Regions from separate parts of the Mus musculus genome. Here region 1 is linked to region 2. A link is a contact called in public HiChIP or PLAC-seq data. All regions are on one chromosome and are shown on one strand. Each heading gives the region's core, a stretch centred on a gene start, on an enhancer-like site or on the middle of the called end of the contact. The rest is flanking DNA. Distances are from core to core; before and after follow the strand shown. Region 1 holds the start of 4930479H17Rik (a long non-coding RNA gene). Region 2 holds the start of Fxyd3 (FXYD domain-containing ion transport regulator 3).

Evidence for each region. HiChIP or PLAC-seq counts read pairs in DNA pulled down with a chosen protein or histone mark.
Region 1: a contact with region 2 is called in a FOXA1 HiChIP or PLAC-seq map of pancreatic cancer cells. The contact joins the promoter of 4930479H17Rik here to the promoter of Fxyd3 in region 2. A contact is called at or near these places in 6 of 39 promoter capture datasets (cranial neural crest, frontonasal cranial neural crest, hematopoietic stem and progenitor cells and 3 more) and 1 of 115 datasets of contacts at active chromatin or transcription factors (pancreatic cancer cells).

What each region holds. Positions count from the first base shown.
Region 1 is chr7:30,352,010-30,357,308 of GRCm38.p6, reverse strand. 4930479H17Rik (a long non-coding RNA gene) reads left to right here and starts at 3,363. Exons shown (of 3, transcript XR_881936.2): 1 at 3,363-4,058. Lrfn3 (leucine rich repeat and fibronectin type III domain containing 3) reads left to right here. Exons shown (of 3, transcript NM_175478.2): 3 at 1,206-1,795. The coding sequence ends at 1,671. It overlaps Gm25259 (a small nuclear RNA gene), which reads left to right and starts at 385; the gene lies at 385-577.
Region 2 is chr7:31,075,235-31,080,853 of GRCm38.p6, reverse strand. Fxyd3 (FXYD domain-containing ion transport regulator 3) reads left to right here and starts at 4,157. Exons shown (of 8, transcript NM_008557.2): 1 at 4,157-4,233.

The DNA of each region.
Region 1 (5,299 bases), core at 2,114-4,613, 720 kb after region 2:
GAAGAGATGAACCTGGAAAGTAGTAAGGCCAAAGAGGGAAGAGAATCTGAGATGGAGATTCTCAAGGGCTCGCCGGAAAGACTATAAAGTCGGTGATGGTAACAAGGTACTGGGGCTGCAGGGAAATTCACTGGCAAGCTGGAAGCAAAGCAGGCAACAGAGGTACAGGGGAAGCAGTGGTTAGGGTAGAGGGGTACAGCTGCCACATACTAGGGAAATGCACAGGAGCTGGACAAGGGAAATTAGAGCTGAAAAGAAGTCAGGCAGCGGGGTGTGGGGTGCGCGGCTGTAACATCAGCGCTTGGAGTTGCAGAGAGGATCATGAGGAGTTCAAGGCTAGCCTTGGCTAAGCTCCGTGAGACCCTGTCTTGAAAAAAATAAGCAATCACTTCCCTACCTTGTGGCTCAGATCAAGTGTAGTATCTGCTCCTACCAGGTTAGTATCTGATATGTCCTCTGTCCGAGGACAATATATTAAATGGATTTTTTGGGGAGCTGGGAGATGGAGCAGCAGCTTGCTGTGTCCAAGATACTCCTTGATTTGGTGTTGCAGTAGTCCAGGAATGGTGCCCCCACCTCAAGGGCAGAAAGCAAATATAAAAAGCAAAATAGGAGTCACAGGGAGATAGTCTAGCAAAAAGATGGCTGGAGGATAGAGGGAGGGGGCCATTGGTCAGGTGTAGTGTTAAAACGGTTCTATTTCCAGCACTCTGGAGGCTGAGGCGGGACCTTCACAAGATATGAACCAGCCTTGGCTACATAGCAAGACTCCGGGAGGCAGGGGGCAGGAATCAGACAGGGTTAGCATAAAGCAGAGCTTTGCTGGTGAGGCTAAGGACTTAGCTGAACAGGGCGGGAGGCAAGGTGCCAAAAAGGGTCTTGAAGGATGTTAGGGGCTCTTTAACAGGCCTAGGGAATAAATCTCTGAAAGAGGAATGGAATATCTTAGGCTTCAGAGAAATAGGGTGTGGGATCCACAGGTGCTCAAAATTGGGACCTTAGGTGGGAGACTGAAGTTGGCTAGCCCACTGGACCGTCATGCTAAGTGTTAGCTAAGCAAAATAAGTCAGGGTGCTGGTTAGATGGACCTGGGTTGCAATGGGGCAGCTGTACTGCAGGGAACTTAGCTGGAGGGAGGCACAGGGCAGATAGATCTTGGGTATTGGGTGACCACAGTCCTGACCCCATCTATCACCCTCCCTCAGGATGATCCCAGCGGACAGTCGCTCCTTCCTGCTGACCGATCTGGCGTCAGGCCGTACCTATGATCTATGTGTGCTCGCAGTCTATGAGGACAGCGCCACCGGGCTAACGGCCACGCGGCCAGTGGGCTGCGCTCGGTTCTCCACGGAGCCCGCACTTCGGCCTTGTGCTGCACCGCACGCACCCTTCCTGGGCGGCACCATGATCATAGCGCTGGGAGGTGTCATCGTCGCTTCTGTTCTGGTCTTCATCTTCGTGCTGCTTCTACGTTACAAGGTGCACGGAGGCCAGCCGCCCGGCAAGGCCAAGGCTACGGCACCTGTCAGCAGCGTTTGCTCCCAGACCAACGGAGCGCTCGGGCCCGTGCCCAGTGCGCCTGCCCCTGAGCCTGCTGCACCCAGGGCCCATACTGTGGTCCAATTGGACTGTGAGCCCTGGGGGCCCAGTCACGAACCTGCAGGACCCTAGCCAAGGGCCCACCTCTATGGTTCCTCTGGTCCCAGGGACACCCCTCGGGACCTGGCCTCAGACTCACCAAATTGCTCACGGTTTTTAAAACTCTGATGGGGAGGGTGTCGGGGGCACCGGGGCACAACAAGAAAGTCCTATTTTTCTAAGCTCGGGCTGTTCCTTTGCCCTTGTCTGTCTGTGGGGACTGAGGGGTGCTGCGGAGGGTATGGGGGCGGGGGTTGAGGAACATCCCCTGAGGAAGGCACTTCCTGTCATTCAGCTTGGGGTCTCTGCAGAGGAGTTGAGGATAGTCATCTATAGTCATCCATATAAGCACTGGACGTTCTAGGGACCGAGCTGTGCTGTGGCTTGTGCTGGGGACTCTGACCCAAGCTGCCTTGCCCTCAGTCCAGTGGGAAACATGTCTTGAGATAGCCATACTCCAGAATACAGAGTTGAGGGATGCCCAGGGGGTTGTGTGCCCCCCCCACCACCGAAGAGGAACCTGAAGTATAGTTCAGGGAAGGCTTCCTGGAAGAGGAGGGATGTAATCTAAGTAGCATATCTGAAGGAGAGCATTGGGCAAAGAGCAGAAGGGAAGGCTCCAGGTGGAGGGCATAACATGAACAAAGGCTGGGTATTACCAGGCATTGGGTTGCTGCGGTACTGGTGAGGTGGGAGGGGCCAGCATCTGAGTGAGGTGCTCATGATGGCTAGCCACGGAGGATTTCATGCCTGGGGGCCGAGTGGGGGAGGTTGTGGGTGGGTTTCTAGTGCTTCTTGAGGGAGGTGAACCAGAGGCAAGGAATCCGTGGGAAGCCAATGTAGGGGTGAGGGTGGGTCAGGACCAACTTCAACCAGGGAAACATTGGAAGAGAAGAGTGGATGACACAGCCATTCAGGAAAGTGAGCAGATGGATCACAGTGCTCAGAGACCATGAGGGAGGGGCTTATCTAGAGTGATGCTCTGGGCTCTGGCCAGGGGAAAGTCCTCCAGGCTGCCCTGGCTGAGGACGAGGGAGCAGGGGCACAGCAGAGATGCTCTGTGGTCAGGGTGGGACTCTGCAGATGAGGGACCAGGGGAGGGCGAGTGGGGAGGGGAGATGGAGACGTTGGAGCCAAGGATAGAAAGCAGGGCTTAGCAGACAGAGTATCCCACCCCTATCATCCTCACACCTCAGGAGACAGAGGCAGGAGACCAGTAGTTCAAAAGCTGACACTTCAGCATGAGACCCATCCCCCCCCCAAAAAAAACCCAAAAGAATCTGGGAGCAGTCGCAAGATTGAACCATCTACTGGGGTTTCAGTCTTTAAGGTAGAAACGGAAAGCTTTTGGCAGCTGCACATGGAGGTGAAGGTGAAAAATGTCCCAAGAGACTGGTGTGTTTGCTAGGGGAAAGGTTACAGTGGGGGGTTGGGGGGTGGAGAGTCAGTGCCACATTGAACCAATCTAGCAGATATGAGTGTGGACAGGGACTGAGCCCTGGTTCAGCGTGAGTCAGAGCACTTGGCCTCATGTCTTTCCTGAGCTGGTCCCCACTGTGTCACTGCCCGGGGCCCCCTCACACAAGTGTCCTGGAAGTTTATAGGATCAGACACTGGGCATGGAAAAGGCCAGGCCTCATTAGAGGTGCAGGAATGGGGTCAACAGCAAGAATAGCACCCCCCCCATGCAAGTAGCTTCTCTGATGGCAGCAGGGGGGGGGCGGAGCAGGGGGGGGGGACGGGGAAGGGCCTGTCAGTCACCTGAGGTAAGATGATGTTAGGATCAGGGTGAAGACAGGCTAAGAGTAAACTGGAATTCTCTCGGTTTGGTACAAAGAATGTTCTGGTGAGATGACAGAACCTATTTTTCATGGTGGAACTTGAGACCTTCAAAATGCCCACCATTAACCATGGAGATGAGGCACTCAGCTCCCCAGTCCTGCAGCATCCCGAGGTCCTTTGTCATTTTGTTACTCTCGAGTAGCTAAGATCATGTGAGGCTATCAACAAATCACAGCATAAGCCTTGGGCCATGGGAGTTAGCAAGTGGGAAGGCTGGCTCAGTGCCACCTAGGAAATACCCACTCCCACCTTAAGGGGGAGCCAGAGTGCACCGTTCATAAACCTGTTGTTAAAATTTGAACTGTGTGCTAGGTCATGGGGCAGATTCGGGTACAAGTCCTGCCCTGCCCTGCCCTGCCCTGCCCTGCCCTGCCCTGCCCTGCCCTGCCCTGCCCTGCCCTGCCCTGCCCTGCCCTGCCCTGGCAGCATTTGTGACACGCACAAATGTTAAATAGGGATGTGTAGGCAGCAGAGGTGGATTTGACTCCAGCTGAGGAGTTAAGTCCCAAGCCGAGGCTGGAGGTAATTAGCAAGCAGTGGGAACAGTGTTCAGTGGACATGGAACGGCATATGATAAGGTATGCATTGTGAGAAAAAGGGAGAGGGAGGGAAGCCAGAGGTGAGATGGAGTGAGGGAAGGGAATTGTCATAATATCAGGCAGGAAGCGGGCGATGTAAAAGCCCTGTAAATTCACCAGAGGAGGGAGGATTCCATTCTAACTGACATGAGAAACCACTGAAGGTTCCTTCTGTCTTGTTTTCTTTGAGTTGGGGTTCTCACAACATTAGCCCCAGTTTGGATTCATTGTCTAGCTCAGGTTTCCTGACCTCACTCATGACCCTTCTGCCTGGGCCTCCTGAGCCCAAGGATCACAGGCGTGCACCGTCACTCCTGGCCACTGGAGGATCCCGGGCTATGAGGATCTTCCCGGATCTCAAGGAAGCTCCCATGGCAGATTTTGTGTGTGTGGAGGGCCAAGGGGAAGCACGGGGAAACTGAGGAGGAAGACACTGCAACAGTTCTGGCAGAAGGCTGTCTTAGACCAGGCTAGACCTGAGCTGACATCAATGACAGCAGCAGGCTCCTCCTTTCCTACCCCGAAGAGGACAGTGTGAACTACTAGCAGCTGGTCCAGAAGAGAGGGAAGGAAGGTTGTAGAAAGTAGGGGAAGAGGGGGAGGCCCGGGTCTCCAATCCCAGGATCCATCCCATAGAGCTGATTTGTCTGTAGGAAGAAGTGACCTTTGGCAAGCCAAGTACAAGGCAGCCAGCAGATAGAGGCCAAAAGAGGCTGAGGCTGTTGAGGTGGATCCAGGCCCAGTACACGGGGCTAGAATGGAGATGCACACCCAGTACCAGCCTACGACAGGTGTGGAGGCATGTGAATGGAGAATGATAGTGGTGATAGCAAAGTCCCCTGGAACTTCACAAGACACCCAGACTGCCCCGCACCCCTGTGCACAAACAAACACCGCCGGCATCTAGGATTTCAAGTTAAATAGCCTTGCCCAGCCGAAGCCACCCGCTCCCTGAGGTCAGGATATGATGTCTACTGCCCATCGCCTCTCTAGTCAAAGCAATCTGGCCACCAAACCTAGGCTGCTGAGGCACTGTCTCCTGGTGACTGCTGTCTGGGTTCTGTACTGTCCTCGAACCATACTGCCTAGCCACAGCTCTTGGGGTGACTGGAGCTGGTGTGAGCCCATAACATCAGGAGATTCCCATGATCCTCTGGCAGGCCTTCCTTGAGGCCAAGCTTCTGCGGCCCTTCCCATGGGCTCCTAGGTGGGAGAACCTGATGAGGTGGAGTGTGGGGACT
Region 2 (5,619 bases), core at 2,908-5,407:
AGGGGATAATTATTCCTCCATCTCCTTAGCAGGGCTTTAGTGAATCCACTTTCGAGGGATGATCCAGCCAGGTGATTGACAGGCCCAGCTGGATTAACTCTTAAGGGAGCTGTCCTAGTTAATTTTAACTGTCAACTCAACTGTAGCCTAAAGTCACTGGAAAGTGGCGTCCCAGTTGAGGAATTGCCTAGATCAGATTGGCCTGTGGGCATGTCTGTGGGGGAATTGTCTTGTTTGTTTAATGATGCAGGAGGGTCCACTGTGGGTGACACCATTCCCTAGGCAGCTGATCCTTGGTTGTATAGGAGAGCTAGCAAAGCCTGAGACTGCGGGCGAGTCAAGCAAGCAGCATTCCTCTGTGGTTTCTGCTTCAAGTTCCTGCTTTGATGTCCCTCAATGCTGGACTGTAAGCTGAAATAACCTGTTTCCTCCCCTAAGTAGCTTTTGGTCAGAGAGACAGAGTAACAGCAGCAAAAGCAAGCTGGAGCCAAGCAGGGATGGCACACACCTTCAGTACCAGCACTCAGGAGGCAGGCAGGAGGATCTCTGAGTTCGATGCCAGCCTGGTCTATAGAGTGAGTTCCAGGACAACCAGAGCTACGAAGTGGGGGTAGGTGGGGTGGGTGAAAGGAAGAAAGAAAGATGTAAGCCAGGGTAGGAGGAGACAATGATGTGTAATGTTCTAATCTTTGGAGCAGATCAGAATGTCATGTCTCTACCCAAGACTACAGGTAGATTCCATTCTTTTGACCAGGAGGACCCAGGCTTGGAATGAGAGCCTATGACCCATCCCCTGTGACCTCTAAGGCCAGTTCACTGATACCTGTAGCTTTGACTCTACTTTCATTGCATTCCTGAAAGTGTTGTGATGCTGAGACCAAACGGGTGGTTGATTTTTTTTCCCCTGTTAAGTTAGAATTCCCACAGTATTGAGAAATCAGAGCCTGTTCCAGGCTACAAAGGTTGCTCTGGGCCAGATGACCTCAAAAAGGCAACAGGAGGTTGTTGAGCAGATGACAGCACTAGGAGCCCTTCCTGCTCTTGCAGAGGACCTGAGTTCTTTCCCATTACCCACGGTGGGCAGGTCACAAAAGCCTGAAACTCCAGCTTCAGGGGATCCAATGCCCTCTTCTGGCTTCTGAGGACACTGTGAGCATGCACGCATGCACGTACGCACGCGCGCAGATAAATAAAAATGAAAAAAAAAACATAAAGGAAAGATACTTCCAATAACCTTGTCATCTATATTAATGTATGTTGTTATAGAATATATTGTACATATAATCACCCCTCTACACCTGTCTGTTCTGTGTGGGAGGAATCCATCAACTGTAACAAGTACTCTGGGGGAAAAATGTGTTCTCTGGAGGATGTCTGACCTTCTGACCTTGCAACATGGTATCTGCTACAAATGTGTAGGGCGGCTCTTGTCTTGTGCAGACAAGAGTCTTGGGCAGACACAACTGCCAGGACAACTCTGTATTGTTGAATACAGAGTAACAACTCTACCTAACATTTCCACTGTACTGAGTGTTACAAGTACTGTGTAGGTGATTTTAAATCCATAGCAGACATGGCTAGGTTCTGGGCAAACACTATAGCATTGCAAATAAAGGACTTGAATAGCCAAGCATTCAAGGCATCCTGGCAATATGTGTAGACACTGAACAATGACTGTACGCTCATTTTAGTTTACTATTTTATTTTATCTAATATTTTAAACAATTGAGATAGGATCTTGCAACATATCCTGGGCTAACCTATGACTTGCTTTGTAGCCCAGGCTGGACTCATACTCAAACTCTTTTGGCTTCAGCCTTCCAAATATTAGGGTTACAGGTATGTACCAGACTGCCCTACCACCTCAACAGTTTCAACCAAACTTTTAAAACATACTTAAAATTTATTTTAAATTGTGTGTCTTTGAGAGGGTATGCTGTATGTGTGTGCAGGTGCACTCAGAGGCCAGAGGCATCGGATCTCTGGGAGCTGGAGTTACAAGCAGTTGTGGCGCTGAGGGTTCCTGGAACACAACTCACGTCCTCTTCAAGAGCAGCTTGCACTCCTAACTGTGGAGCCCTCTCTCCAGCCCCCTCACGTAAGCTTTTTAAGAAACAGCACATTTCTCAGTAGGTAAAATGTCAAAGTACAAGTGGGATTACCGATCTCTCCTCTGTCTTCTTCCATATGGGTGTGACTCTCTGGGGATATTTTATCCCTATACAAGTACATACACACACACACACACACACACACACACACACACACACACACTCCACTCCACACCACACCACACACAGACACTGTCTCTCTGCCACAGTGGTATCACCCCCCTCCACACATACACCTCACACACCTCACTTTGGTCCCTTATCAAGGAGACTGAAGACTGCTTACATCTAACCACAGGGTGCCACTTATCTTAGACAAGATAGTCATTCTCACACTCATCCTGCCTCACAATCTGCTCGCGATTCTCACCTGGTCCCTCTAGCATCTGGGTGCACACCCAGGAGGGATGAAGGACAGAAACCCAAGCTTTCCCACTCCCACCCCACCTAGCTCCTGCTCTCTGATGCATGTAGTTCTATGATGTCCAGCAGAGGGAGACACTCTCCTACTCTTAGGACCACCAAGGGTTTTAGATGTTTTCCCCAGAGGCAGTCGAGCTTCTGGAAGATGTGGCTAGGTACAAAGATGCCCTAAGGGGACCTGGAAGTCTCTTCCCTCCATCCCAGGCCAGACCACTGCCAGGCCTGTCCTTCCTCTGTTTGTATCTCTAGCTGTGCTTCTTGCTTTGGTACTGCCCTGAGGGAGGGCTCCGCTCCTTTATGGGAGGCAGGATGCCTTGTCCTGGCTAGGGCCTGAAGATCAGGAGCTACCAACAGGGAACACAGACTATCATAGTTAAGTGAGCTACATCAGGGAGGGAGGCCTTGGCGAGAAGTGGGGAGTCCTTTTCCTTGCCCCACAGACCCTTGGCCCTAAGTTCCCTTAAACTTTCCTCTCCACACCCACAACAGCAACCTCTCCCAAGCCTGGTGCCTCTGGGTCTCCACCCTACCGCCTTCACCATAGTGTTGGGGGTCGTCTGGAGTCCAGCTGGTGGCCGAATAGAAGCCACCCCTTTCCTGGCCCTGCCCCTCCCGGTGACCCCAATCCTCTGCCAGCCACTCAATGGTGCCTTGTTCTCCATCCAGACCCCGGACAAAAGTTCTTCTGTGTAAGGAGGAAGAATTTTGGGGGAGGGGGCACCTCCAGCAGGGACCATGTGGGAGCCTTACAGACCCCAGGCGGAAGGAGTGCCATTTGGACAGGGGGCAGGGAAGGGTGGGGGCTTGTAGAGTACAGGGAACTCATCTGCAGTAGAGGAAGACAACTTTGACATCCACATCCATGCCCACACCCACTCCGTAGATTGAACGTCCACCCGACATCTCCTCATCTCTGAGAGAAACGTTGAAAGTCAGTTCGGTTTTCAGTCTTCTGGGGCCTGGTCTATGAACCCCAAGAACCAGACCTTCCCCAACTTCTACCCACCACTTGAGTGCCTTCTTCCTATTACAACTTTGGCCTTGTCAGTGTCTTTTATTAACCCCTGCCAACAAAGAATGCAGAATGGAGAGTGGGCTTTAGTTCCCTACAAATGCCAGTGGGTGCATCCCCAAACAAAACAACAACTGGTGGTGCATGCCTTAAATCCCAGCCTGCGAGACAGAGATGGGTGACTCTCAACAAGATCAAGTCCAGCCTGGTCTGTAGTGTGAGTTCCCAGGCCAGCCAGAGCTACATAGTGAGAGCTTGTCTCAAACAAATAAAGAAAAAGCCCCACCCCCACTACAACCTAAATCAGAAACAGATTACATGTATGTTCCACGTTCTCCCACATCGTTCCAGGATGATGGGCGTCTGTCATTAAGGACCCCAGAATCTTCCCCGTTCCCAGTCTCCTTTGATGTTTGGGAGATCAGACACACCCTCTTCCCTCCAATCCTCAGCCCACCCTGGTCCCCTTCCACTTTACCTGAGGCTACTATAGTTAAAGAATGAGTAGAACTGTCTCTTTAAGGGAGGAATGGAGTGGGGGCGTCCCTCGCCTCAGGGAGACCTGACTTGTGCCTGCCTGCCCAGGTTTGCTCAGGGCGTGGCAGTGTGGATAAAGGCTGTCCCGGCTTGGCAAGTCCATACTCTGCTTTCTCCCGGAACCACCTCTCAGCCTGTTGAGCTACTCAGGTGAGTGGCCTTGGGGGCCCCTTCCTCCCTGAGCCTCTGCTCCCCCACTCTCTCTAACTCTCCTCTAACTGCACCTATTACATAGAAACTGGGGTTAAAGACCCCTAAAACTTTCCTGCTTAAAGATTCTTTTATGGGGACAGGAGACTACCCGCCTCTGTCAGCTGATTGTCCCAGATGGCTCACCTCTGTGGGACTGGATTATACAACTGGGGGGACTCACCTGATATTCATAGACGGATTGGGGAAGCCTGGGGGAGGTCTGAGAAGATGAGAAGTCTGGGTTTACCTGAGGTATCTGAGGTGTCAGGGTGTACAGGAAGTGACTACATCGTAATATCGTGATTGAGGGTTTCTCAGTGGATGAGAGTAGAGGGGTGTCTAGGGGTAACTAAGTAGATGAAGAGTAATTTAAGTGCCCTGGGGGGAGGAAGCAGATGGAGGTGTGTGTCTGAGCGGCCAGGTATTATTAGGGCACAAGGAAGATAGATGAACACCAGGAGAGAGAAGTCTGATCCAGGGAAGCTGTAAAGCGGGACTTGGTTAGGAGATGGGGACTCAGATGACAAGGGTGTATGCATCCTACCCTGCAGATATGACCATCCACCGTCCTGGAGTAGGGGAAAACACGGAAGCTGCCCTCTGACTAGCACAGGCAGGAAGCAGATGAGGGGTGCTTAGTGTCCCAGCAAGGCTGGTTCTCTCTGTGCTGGCTCCCACTCTGGTTCACTCAGAGATTGTGGTCCTTTGGGGTCTTGGAAGAGTCTGGAGAGAGAAGTGTAAGAGGTGAGATTCAGCAGCCATATTGATAGAGCACACAGCGTTAGGATGAATTCCCATGTGATGGCTGTGTGGGATAAGAACAGTGTCAGCTTCATCAAGCTGAAAAGACAGTATGAGGGAGTCAGGCTGGAACTGAGAAAAATGGCCGCATAGGCTGGGCACTCAGCTGCAACCCATGCATGTGTGACAGAGTATCAGGGGGCAGCCTTAGACCACAAGCATCCATAGCTGAGACCCCTAACCACTACTGGAGCTCCCCAAAGCTTGCTGGGGCCCTAGACATCTGAGAAATAGTCCCCAAATCAACTACAAGAAATATATGTCTAATCTAAACAAATGGGTCCAGGGTATGTGTGTGCATGGTATGTGTGTGTGTGTGTGTGTGTGTGTGTGTGTGTGTGTGTGTGTGAGTGATAAGTGTTAATTAAGTCCAGGGCCTGAAGAGCAGGCTAAGCAAGCCTCCATTGCTAGCCCCTCTCTGAGGGATTCTAAGCAGTGGCTCTACCACTGAGCCACGCCCCCAGCCTCTCACAGGGGGATTCTAGGCAGGGGCTCTACCACTGAGCCACGCCCCCAGCCTCTCATAGGGGGATTCTAAGCAGG